Regions from separate parts of the Gossypium arboreum genome. Here region 2 is linked to region 1. Evidence: chromatin contacts called from public Hi-C data. All regions are on one chromosome and are shown on one strand. Each heading gives the region's core, a stretch centred on a gene start, on an enhancer-like site or on the middle of the called end of the contact. The rest is flanking DNA. Distances are from core to core; before and after follow the strand shown. Region 1 has its middle 3.9 kb from the start of LOC128295511. Region 2 holds the start of LOC108460599.

Region 1 (6,310 bases), core at 2,855-5,354:
ATGGAGAAAAACAAATTGTGGCGAAGTTCCAAGCTCTTCCATTCACACACAATAATAATATCCATAAAAGTTTGTCCCTCCTTTTTAAAAACCAAAAACGAATATGAATGTAAAAGGACAAATCTCTTTTTGACTATCATACCAAACAAACAAACACATCAAATATGGTTATTTTTATATCTGTCAAGCAATTAAATCATCATCTCGGATCATGTGTGACTTAATAATTGCTATCTGAGGTCCCAAAAAATAAGAAGAAATCTTCACTTCTTTTGTTATTAATATTCCATTTCATCATTTTTTGTGATGAACATCAATTTCAGTGGCTGAAGAAACATTTTGAATTTCACAAATAACAGTTGGATCAAACCCTTTTTTCAATATTATAAATTAAGATATATAGTGTCATGTTTAATATAACACAAATCCTTTATACTTACTGAATGTGTCAAAAAAACCATTTTTTTAAATTATTATTTTTGTTTCTTAAAATATCCACGTTTTGTAGGCTTATTAAGAGATAGACGTTGACCTCGAGTTTTAAAGCTGCTCTATACCTAAGGCGTGGATCGAACTCTCGATGACTTATTAAGGTAAGAGAGATCATTGCCATCTCACCTAACTATTGTGGTTAAAAACAATTATCATTATTGTAGTGGTAAAAATTATTTTTATATATTAAGTATCATATTTTTACCAATAATTTGGAGAGATAAATGATTAAAATCTCTTGTTGGCACCTCAAGAATATGGCTGGCAATCAGATGGGTTCAGATCGAGTTATTTTAAGTTTAGACTTTTTCAGGTTTATATCTTATCGAGTTGATTTTTTTTTTTTTTGAGATTTGAGCTTTTTCAAGTTTGGGTTATTTTTTTTATATTTGATGTAATTATATATACATAATTTAATTTTTACATCTCAATATAAATTATTAATTTATTATATTTTCAAGTAAATTTTATTGTACCAAAAAATGATATTTTAATTTTATTTTATTAAAATTAATATTTTTATTGTTATTTTCATTCGTTATATAACTTTAATTGTGTTAAATCATTTTATTATAAAGATATGATATATTACACATTAATTATATTTATCTTTAAAATAATAGTTAGTATCTTTTAATCTTGATAAATGTAATTTTTTATTCCACAAGCAGCTTTGAAAAATTGACATGTGTTTTTTTTAAAAATATTTATTTTTTAATTTGCTATACCCCTATAGGACACCTTTCAACCCCTAACCTTGCTTATAGAGTCCAAAAACTCCTAGTGTACCAAATAATTTCTCTTAAAATAATTGATAAGAAAAACTTTATTCTCAAATAATACAAAAGGAACGAGTTTTTTATATTTTGTATAATGAAGAAATTTTATGCTTATGGAAAATAAAGGTTAAAATATGTTATAGGTCTCTATACTCTTCACTAATTATGAATTTAGCCTTTGTACTTTTATTTCTAGCAATTTGGTCTCTCTACTTTTCATATTTCAAAATTTATTAGGTCCAATTGTTAACAATATTAAATTTGTTGGTGTGACATTTTGAAATAAAAAAAACCTACTTAGTAGCCATGTAACTAAAAAATGATGTTATAATGAACCTAAATTTAACAAAATAATTTTAACATTGTTATGATTACACTGAATTTTGAAATCCAAAAGGAGAAAGATTAAATTCCTAAAATAAAAGTAAAAAACTAAACTTGAAACTTCAAGAGTACAAGGATTTATGATATATTTTAACCAAAAATAAATAAATTTTGCATTATAAATTGAATTAATATAAAATTTTGATACGATATAATACTATATATATAAAAAATATAATAGTCATTTAAAAATACTTTAAAGTAAAAAAATTGATTTTGTACTTATGTGTTACTCCTCAAAATTGGAATTTCATTATATAAAAATTAATCATAGTTTGAGTATGAAATTTTAAGAAAAAGTTGTTATGATTCAAACTCTTTAAATTTGAATGAATTTAGAGTATAGGAAGAAAAAATCATAATTTCATAATCACGTCTCAATAAAAACTAAAGGTAATTGATAATAAAGACTAGTAGCTAGGCATCTAGATTGTAGTTGGTAATTTGAAGGGAAATGAAAATGATTCAAGGAATATATCATCACATGCAAACGTGGGATTACTAGACTTTTTTTGTTAATTAGAGTCAAAACTTCCAACAGAAACCAAAAGAAATTTTGAATCTATTAACACATTAAAGTCAGAGCGGCGCTTATAGCTTCAGCATTCAAAAACCACAGCCAGAGGGAGCCGTTAGAGAAAAACCATCCCCCGCTGGTCCCTCCATATATAAATTATAAATATATACGATGGCGAACCACCTTTGCCCACACGTTCACCCCCCCACCCTAGCCCTTCTCTACGCCGCCTACCCCAAGGTCCAAACCCTAACAAAAACAAAGACACCGTTGCGGTCTATTACTCACGTTGACGCCTCCATATATAAATATATATAAAGTATAAAATTGAAACCCTAAAGGTACTCTATAACCCCACCTCCCTCTCCCTCCCCGCCCCACGCACGATTAGTCGTTAGGTTAACAGCTAGCCTCGCCCTATTTTTGACCTTTTGCCTCCAATTTAGGTCAACTTACGTATACATGACGTTTTTATATGTATCTTTTACTACACACTAGTCTTAACTAAAACATGTACTGTAAATGTTGTTAGTGTTTCCTTTTGTTTTTATTTTTTAAATTTTGAATATTCATAATCAGTAGTAATTATTAATCTCATCATTGTAAATATTTTCTAAAAAATTAAGCGACTGGGCATGTAATTCATTTTTATGAGTAGAAATTAAACCCTTAAATCTTATGATTAAAGAATGAAAAAACTAATCATCACACTACACCATTGTTTATATCTCATTTTATATCATCATAATTGTGATATTTTACTAAAATGCTTGCATCTAATTGGTTGGATTGTTTATTCAATCGTCTTAAGAAATGATATTTATGAGATCCGAAATTAGAAATGGTTGATACAAACATGTTTTTGGTGGTGGGTTTCGTGTGAAACTCATCCAAAGCGATGGAAAGTGACAAAGAGATGCTTTTGTTGTCATTTTGTGATTGCAAATGGGAGAGAAGAGGCTGACTTTATTTTATCCCAAAAGTCACGCTCACAGCACTCTCGTCCCGAGGGACCAAACTTGAAGGGATTAGCTAATCAAAAGGGCCAATCCCCTCTTAGCAACTTTGAAAAGGAAGCGACCTCTGAAAGAGAGTGATTTGTACGTACTACTACTAACTATAAAGACATGACAATATGAATGAATTTAATATATATTATTTATCTATGACCGAAGTCTAATGTTTTCATATTATTCCATGTTAATTTGGATTTAATTAAATTTGGAGTTGAATTGGGACATTTGTTTTCGTGTGAATGCAGTTTTTGTTTAAAATTATTTATAATTTTTTTATCATTAAATAAAAAGATAAATACATTTCAACACTTTTCAATTTACATCTTTTTGTTCTGGTACGCATACAATGCTGAATGAATTATGATGGGTAATTTCTTTTTTTCTTTTTCTGTTCTTTGCCTTAGAGATATAAAGAGAACAAAAAGTGGGAGATGCAACATGCTATTCTAGTGGGGTTTCCTTGTATGAATGTTTGAGATCCGGTCAAGCAAACAAGACGTGCCAGCAAGGGAGTGGGTAGTGAGGGGATTCTACCATGAGCTCAAGAAAACGCACAAAAAATTTCTAACTTATACCAATATTTAAATTTCTCATAAATTTAAGAAATATTGGTATGAGCTTAGAGGGTAATAAATAGTACAAGTTTGTAAAAGGGTCTGTGGCACCTTCCAATCCAACCAATTTTTTTTGACTAATAATTAAATCAATTTCGAAACATGGAAACCCATGTCTCCATTACATAAATAAAATAGAGAATGAAATTCAAAGTTAAAGGAAATTAGGAAAAGGGCAACATTAAGTAGAGTAGGAAGATTAAATTAAAGAAGTAGCGGTGGTGCCTGCTGTTATAAAGAAGTGGTATGTGGTAGAGGGAGATTGCATGCAGTACAATCTTTTCCAAACTAGGGTTTGGTGAGAGAAAAGGAAAGGGAGTTAATTAATTAGTAGAAGCAAGTAATAGAAAAAGTGTTGAAGAATGGTCTTTGATGGGGACGAGAGAAAAACGGACTTCATCTATAAAAGGAAATTTAACTCCCACGTTACTAGCTGCATTCAAAACATGAATGGGCCTTTTGCCTTCATTTTTCAAAATAGAACCACTTTCTTTTCCTTTTAGCTCTACATAATGTCCAATTTCTTCAAAACCAGGACCACCTTTTGTTTTTTCTTTTTGATTATAAAGTCTAACCTTCCCTTACCTCTTTTCCCTCTTTATTTGTTTAGCCTTCAGCACGAATCCATAATGGTCAATTTCTCGAGGATCACTTGACTTAGATGAAAGTCTAGCTTTTTCTCTCCCTGATGTTTATTAAAAATCAATTAGTACAAGGTAAGATTTTGGAGTTATTATTTATTCAGTGGGGCATGCGATTTCAGCTGAGTTGGGATCTTCTATACCATCAACTTTGGGCTAATGTATTACCGAAAGAGAAAGGGAGAATACATGGGTAGGTGTTGGGTTTCGATTAGGTATGCAACCCATAAATAACACCCAACGCTTCCTTGCACATCATTCTGTATGAAATATTCAGCTTCTTCTTTTTTTATATATAATATATGGCAGTTCTTGTTGTGATGTACTTGTAATTGCCATAATATTTCTTTATGAAAAATTATAATAAGTTAATCCAACACTAATTTAATTGAGAAAAGATAATGAAAAATATTAACATATTATAAGCATATTTATTTATTTATTTCAATAATTTTTTAGAATTAAAATGAAACAATGATGCCATGTCATCTGTATCTCTTTCCAATAGTTTTATGCCACATCAGTATTTTTATCCTGAATTTCAGGATTTTATCTTGAAAAAAATCAAATTCAAATTAAAATCCTGAAATTCAGGATAAGAATACTGACGTGGCATAAAACTATTAGAAATGGATACAGATGATGTGGCGTCACTGTTTCATACAATCCTTTCTCCTTGAGATGAATGTGTGATTAAGTGAGAGATTTTGCTGGATAAAGGTTTTATATTTTTTCCCTAAATTTGCGAATAGGGATAGTAATGAAACGAGGTTGAAAGGTGACGTTAAATCTATCAATACTTTGTAATTGGTATTTTTGTTCCACCATCTGTCTTACTCCATTATGAAATTGATGTTGGTGTATCCGATATTGACCCAAATCAATTTGAGTTTTGCTATTTATTTATAAGTATAATAATAAATTTAACTCTTAATATCTACTTCTTTTGTTTAATTAACCCTAAATTTTTAAGTTATATTTCACCTTCAACATTTAAAAAAAGAAGCTGAATTTGATCATCAACAAAAAGTTGAATTACTTTTTTAACAAAATGCTAATTAAAACATTAAATTTTTAATATTGAAGCCAACATAGCAATTCACATGTACTTCATGTATTTTTTTCTTTTTGAGTTTTTATGAACTTTTAATGATTTTTTTATTTTAGTAATTTTAAATTATTTATTGATATGGCATATAAGACAAATAGTATCATGCAGGCATGAAGTATACATGGACTGCTATGCATATTACCATGCCAACATCATTAAAATTTAATATTACATCAATATTTTTGTTAAAAAATAATTTGACTCTTTTAAAAGGTTAATGGTTAATTTTAGTTATAAATAAGAATAAATGTCAAATTGACAAAAAATGTAAATATTAAAAACTAAATTTGTAACTATGCCATATTTATAATATTTCTAATCTATTTTAATTATTCTAAATAGTTAATATTTTCATTTTGGACTTTGAGAAGTATAATTATTCTGTCAATTGTTTTATATAAGTATAATGATAAATTTAGCTCCTTAATATTTACTATTTTTATCATTTTAACTTTAATTCTTTTTATCAATTTAGTTCTCAACTTTTAAAATTTAGTCAAATTATTATTTTTAGATGAAAAAGTTGAGTAAATTGTTAAAATTTTTATAGCTTTAGCATAACCTTCCGTATAAAAAAAAATACACATGGACTATGATGCAAACAGTTAGGTCAAAGTCATTAAAACTTTAACACTTTAATTATCTTTTACATAAAAGAAATGTAATTGAACTAAAAATTGAAGATTGAGAATTCAATTGACAAAAAATAAAAATAAAATTGATAATTTGGACTTCATATCCCTTGTAAAAAAACAA
Region 2 (6,310 bases), core at 1,931-4,430, 68 kb before region 1:
AGCCTTTCTCTCAGTTTAACTTCTCCAAACTCATTTTTCTACAAGCTTTCTCAAGGACTTCGCAAGGAGCATCAAGATTTTCCAGGTTTTCTTGGATTTGTTGGGTAAGAATGTCTTTAGTTTTGGCACTTCTATTACTTGCTCTTTGAATTTCTCTTGAGTGTGGTTTTATTGTGGTAGTTTTTTTTTTTTTTTTAGGTTCCATTACTTTCTCTTTGAACTCGACTGTGGTTTTATTGTGGTAGTTTTCTTTTTGATTTTATAGGTTTAGAGAACCAAAACCTTGATTTTGTGATTTTCATTGTTGAAATATCATGGGCTGATCAAGACTTGGAATGAAAATCCTAGAAATCTCGTCTGACTTTTAACAATTGAAGGCTGAAGTGTGATGATTTTTACCGATGGTCTAACCTTAAGTTTCTGCAACCTAAAATACAGGTGACTGATCCTCTTCTCCTCACCGGATTTCTTACTACTAATCAAGTGGTCAACGCACACAGGTGTTGGAAACTTTAATGTTTTGTTTAGTTTCTGAAAATATTTCTCATTTTTGTTTTCTATTTTCATTTTTAAAAGATAAATTTCATTTTCTATATTTTGAAAGTTGAAGAACACATTTCATGAATAAAAATAAAATTTGTTCTCAAAATGAACAAATAAAACACATTTGGTACCTATTTTCCTATAATAGAAACATAAGACATAAAATAAAAGCATTCAAATCAGGGTAATATATTTGATATTTAAAACTATTAGCAAAAAATATTTTTACATTTATATGAGTTTGATCCAGGATCAACTCATTTAAATTTAAAACACTTGTTTTCAACATTTTCAATTTGACCTTTACAAAGCATTTTTAGTAAAAGTAATGAACACAACTTTTTATTATTTTCTAAATTTCAACTACTTTTATTTTTATTTTTTAATGATCATTTTAAAATTTTCAACAAAACAAGCATTCTTTAATATTTTTCATTTTCCAAGAAAACAAAATGATCTCTATTCCTTGTAACCAAATGGAGCCTAAAGTTACCAAAATATTCTCAAAATCTAAGCAAAAACCAAAAACCAAAACTCAAAAAAAAAAAAAAAAAAATTGATGAGATTCTAGTTCTGACCTCTTTGTCTCCTATGTGTCCCAAGTACCAATTAACCGAGACTCACCTACCTATTTATTGCAAAATTCCTAGAATCCTAAATTAAGTTAACCTGGAATTTTTATTAATATTGAAGTCTAATACTAATCAATCTAAATAGAAGTACTACTTATCCGAATCTTATTAGAATCTAAAATATAATCTTAATTAATTAAATCTAGAGTCTAGCTTATTTATCCCAACTTTATAATTCTAGCCTAATCTAAATAAAATTCAAACCAAGCTGCATTTTTAATAAAAAAAATCGTTCTTTTATATATTTTTTTTTTTTTTTTATGACTTCTGAAAAACTAAATTGAAAATAATCTTAAATAGATAAGCTCAAACTAAAACAGTGAATGCAAAAGTCATTTTGTTAGCCAAGGGGACAGCAGAAAGAGGCAAGGACAGATATTCTCCTATCTTTTAAGTTTAGACAACAAGCTATTATGTCTCCACAAAATGTGCTACCTTTGGAGAACATTAAACAAGAGATTTCTTCCCATGTTAGACTATCTATTGAGTTTGCAAACCATGATTTCTTGGAAAACTCAATATTTTCTCAAGAAGTCAGGAGAATTACCAGACTGTAGACAAGTATAAGCTTCAGCAATCTGCAAAAAATGCACATCTTTAGGTTACATCTGTCACAACCGTAAATGCAGTTGGAACTATTTTGAAACTGCAGAATACAGGATTAAAGGTATCCACACAATTATCTCATTCAGTGCTCCCAGATGAAAGAAATATTTCATATTCAGGTATGATAAATGAAATAAACTAATTGGAAAAACTTAATATTAATACTTTATCGGTTACTTGTTTTCCAGTATGTTGGCTCTTGTCAAGAATGGCAACCTCCAGAAAACGTACCATAATTTAGAAAGTATATGGCTCAAAAGGCCAGTCTAGAATGATAAGTTTCTGTGAAGGTGAGGTAACTTATTCCAAATAAAAACTACCGTTTGTTAAGACTAAACCTAGTCTTTACCAGGTAAATTTCAGTTTATCTCCCAAATCCAAGGTTAGACTTAACATGTTCAGCAGTTAGAAATCCAAAAATCTCATGAAAGGATATAAACGTACAGCCAGATCTGATTACTCACCAGAACATACTATTCTAAATCGCTGCTTGCACCATGAATTTAACCAAAACATGATAGAAACCCCCAAGCAATCTAGCTCCCTCCAAAGAATTCAAATAGCAAAAAGAATCAAGAAAGACTCCCCAAGTAGTATATTTTAAATAGAGTGGAATTACTAACAGTCACAAAACTGCTCTAAGCTAATATCTTTCAACCCTAACATTGTAAAATGCTTAGCTTGATCAAATCAACCTCTAAAATGCTTAAGCTTGTCTCAACACGCTTCAACAGTTCCTTTTCAGATCCCTAATGATCGCATCACTAATAAGCCAGTACCCATATAACAACAATTCAAACTGGCCCCAATGAAGATGTGCATTCCAATCAAAGAATATATTAGAAAACGGGTGAAAGTTTTAAAGGCACATCGATGCTTACCAACTTAAACTTAGACTCCGCCGAACGCTTTTCGTGAACGGGAAACAAGTCAGGATGCGATTCCCATACTTTCTTTCTATAAGCTGCTTTAATCTAAAATTCCAAATAAAAAAATACAAGAAATTAATCAAATATACAACTTCATAAACAAAGATGAAAAAATCGAGAAATTTTGTTAGTCTAACTGATTTGAAGAAAGTAAACAAGGCCACAATCTCCAAAAGGAAAACAACTCGAATTTATCAATTTCAATCCAAGTCAACAACCAAAAACAATGAGATTAAAAACCCCTAAAGCAATCAAAGTTAAGAGCAAAATAAAATAAAATAAATAAAAAACTGAATGAAATTTGAAAAAGAAAGAAAAAAACCTGAGAAGGAGTAGGGCGAGAATTAGGGGGGAAGCCTAGCAGGAGTCTCGCTTCATCACCTTGCATTTCTGTGATTTAATTGGGCTGAGCTTTTCTTTCCTGGGCACTTAATTTTTTAATTAAGTGAAGCGTGGGCTTAATGCTAGTGCGTGTCAACAGGTAACTAATAAAGCGTGGCAAAGCGAAATCTACACGAGCGCGGCACCGCCCAGCGTAACGACTTTTCCACGTCAGCATTCGTAAGTGTTTTATATAAACAAATTTTTTATCCCGTCCCATGTAAGATTATTTATATGTTTTAAAAATTTGTTAAATATATTTAAAAAAATACATCTTAAAATTATTTGTCAAATTATTAACTATTATTTTATCTATAATGAAAAATAATATAAATGTATACCAAATAATGAAAAGAAATCAATTAAAAAAGTATTATGCAAATAAATAAATTTGAAAGTTTTAATAAAAGAAAGTAAAAGGCTAAATTATGTAAAAATGCCGATTTAAAAAAATATTGAGTGATTAGACCGATTTATGGCATACTTATCGGAATAGGGCGATTTTAGAGAAAGAGGGTGAAAATGCGTCCAGTTGGGCATGTTTTCCTGCACAATCAGCAGAAAACGCGTCTAGCTGGACACGTTTTCACTCAACGGTAACCTCCCCAACAGTCATAAAAAAACTAGTTTTATTTCTATATAAACTCAAATCTTTTCCTCATCTTTTCATTCAAATCCAATTATCTCAATTCTCTAAAGAATTTAGTTTTAGAATTTTAATTAAAGTTCTCTCAAATTCGTCTTGATTTAATTCTGTTTTTCGATTTTTATTTGTTTTAATTCAATTTTGGAATGGCAAATACTCTTATTCATTTCGATGACAACCACATTTTTGCATTTCAATTGCAAATGGGAAGACAATATTTCTAACCTTTCTAATTTTAAGTTTATTATTAAGTTGCTAAAAAGATTAAAATTTATTTATTTTTTTGTTTTTTTTATAATCAAGTTGAAGATCGGATTTTGGAGACATATATACACAATCTATCTTTGAGGTCATCACGTATGATTGCCAGAAGATGCGGGATTCTTGCACGTGTCCCATATGCTCGGAGGTGTAAATTGGACCCCATACTTATCAATGTGTTGGTGGAAGGATAGAGACCTAAGATATGCACATTTTATCATCCATATGGTGAGTGTACAATCACACTCGAAGACGTTCAATTACAACACGATTTATCGGTGGATGGGCCAATCGTTACGAGATCAGTTGTCGTTGGCGATTGAAGCAACATTTGTGAACAACTATTAGGTAAGGTGCCAAACAAGTTTTTCAGTAGCCAGATAGAGATGAAATGGTTGCAAGAAAATTTCTAAAATCTCCACGAGAGTTCGAGTCCCCTTGAAAGAGAACAATACGCCTTAGCATACATCCTGAGGTTAATTGGAGGTGTTTTAATGCCCGATAAGCCTCAAATGGTAACAACCTCAAAACCCCCTTGGTGGTACATAATATGAGATAAAGTTTTAGTGAAATAAGGTATAAGATCAAAGAAAATGAAAGTTGCAAGATATTAAAAGAGAGTTAAATCAAGAAGCATGACATGATGTATAATTAATTTCTCGATAAAATGAAAAAATGATATGAAGATGATAAAAGAGAATATTGAGGAGTATTAAAAAATAATAGTTAAGAAGTAGGTTTTAGTATATTGATTTAAATAAGGACTAAATTGTAAAAATGTGAAATTTTTTTGGCTTAAGTGTAAATATTCAAAATTTAAGGGATCAAAGTGTAAAAAAGGAAAGTTTGTAACACCCCTAACCCGAAACTATCGCCGGAATAGGTTAAGAAGCATTACCAGACTTGTAACTCAGTTCAGAACAATCATTTATCAAATATTATCTCATTTCAATAAATGTCATTCATTCACATTCAATATGTACTTAAATCAAGCATACAAAGCTTAAATCATGCATTCGGGACTAAATCGATAACAGACGAAAATTTTGGAAACTTGGAAAAATTTCAACATTTCAAGTATCACACGCCCGTGTGAACAGGCCGTGTGCCTTACACGCTTAGTAGACACGCTCGTGTCTTAGACCGTGTAGAAATAGGGCATACATACTGACTTGTGTCACACGGCCGAGGACACGCCCGTGTGCCAGGCCGTGTGAAAACTTTAGCGTATACTGACTTGTCAACACGGTCAAGTAACATGCCCATGTGCTAGGCCGTGTGCCATTTAGGAGGGTATACTGACTGGTACCACACGACCGGTCACACACCCGTGTGTGAGGCCGTGTAGAGCATACTGACTTCAATTCCATTTCAACACCATGGGACTCATGGCCGTGCAACATCACCATGTGTCACACACAGCTGAGACACACGCCCGTATCCCTGCCCGTGTGGACAAAAATAGGCTATTTGCAAAGCCATTTGCCACCCTATACACACAAGCATTCACAAGCATAAATGACCACATTTCATAACCCAATTGGCAATCATTCCATAATATTTCATACATAAAATATACCAATTCAATTGAGTTTTAAATTACCTAGTAAATATCATGCATAATCTATTCATATATCAACTACATAACAAGACATCTTTTGCACATTTTCATTCCATCAATTCCTTGCCCAAAACATGTCATAATTGCACACTTATACACAACCAAAACATAGTACCAAAATAAACCAAATCACATGGCTTAACTTATACACAAAAACATACCAAAACCATAATATCAAGTAACATAACTAACATCTTTTAAACTAGCTTATACATGCCATATTTACATATATCCACAAGTTCAAAAGTACCAATCAAAAATTGGATAGTGTGATGTGCAACTCCAACTTGTCCGAAACGAGCGAACTAACTAACCTCTATAAAACATAGAAAAAAAAACAGAATAAGCTTTAAAGCTTAGTAAGCCTGTATAATTCAGAATTAAACTTACCATTTATACCAAACCAATACAAATAACTAAGGTAAACTCCATACAATTTCCAAATGCCTATCACAAGCATCTATCCATAGGTTAGACATGTTAATACATGAAATCATCCATTATCACAATTCAATACTCAATATAACTAGCATTCAACATTTCATTCTCAATCATATAACCAATAATCCATTCAATAACAATACTCATCCGTATAAACATAATTTATGCTTGTTGAACCTATTAGAACTCCAAAGCATACTCGGGTGATAAACATCAATAATCCATCAATTCATTATCATTTATTCTCTTT

What was found. A called contact is a pair of places that touch in the nucleus more often than the background predicts.
Region 2: a contact with region 1 is called in a Hi-C map of leaf, with 2.4 times the contacts expected there. The contact joins the promoter of LOC108460599 here to the enhancer-like site in region 1. A contact is called at or near these places in 2 of 5 Hi-C or Micro-C datasets (both in leaf).

Annotation. Positions count from the first base shown.
Region 1 is chr7:77,050,210-77,056,519 of ASM2569848v2, reverse strand. No RefSeq gene overlaps it. Among protein-coding and RNA genes, the nearest start is that of LOC128295511, 3.9 kb to the right of the region's middle. Within about 2 kb of position 4,104, at least 1 of the 2 cell types and tissues checked has an H3K27ac peak or open chromatin away from gene starts, as enhancers often do. A contact at or near this core is called in leaf, where this site is marked.
Region 2 is chr7:77,116,929-77,123,238 of ASM2569848v2, reverse strand. LOC108460599 reads right to left here and starts at 3,180. Exons shown (of 6, transcript XM_017760157.2): 1 at 3,033-3,180; 2 at 2,663-2,755; 3 at 1,723-1,753. The coding sequence starts at 3,098.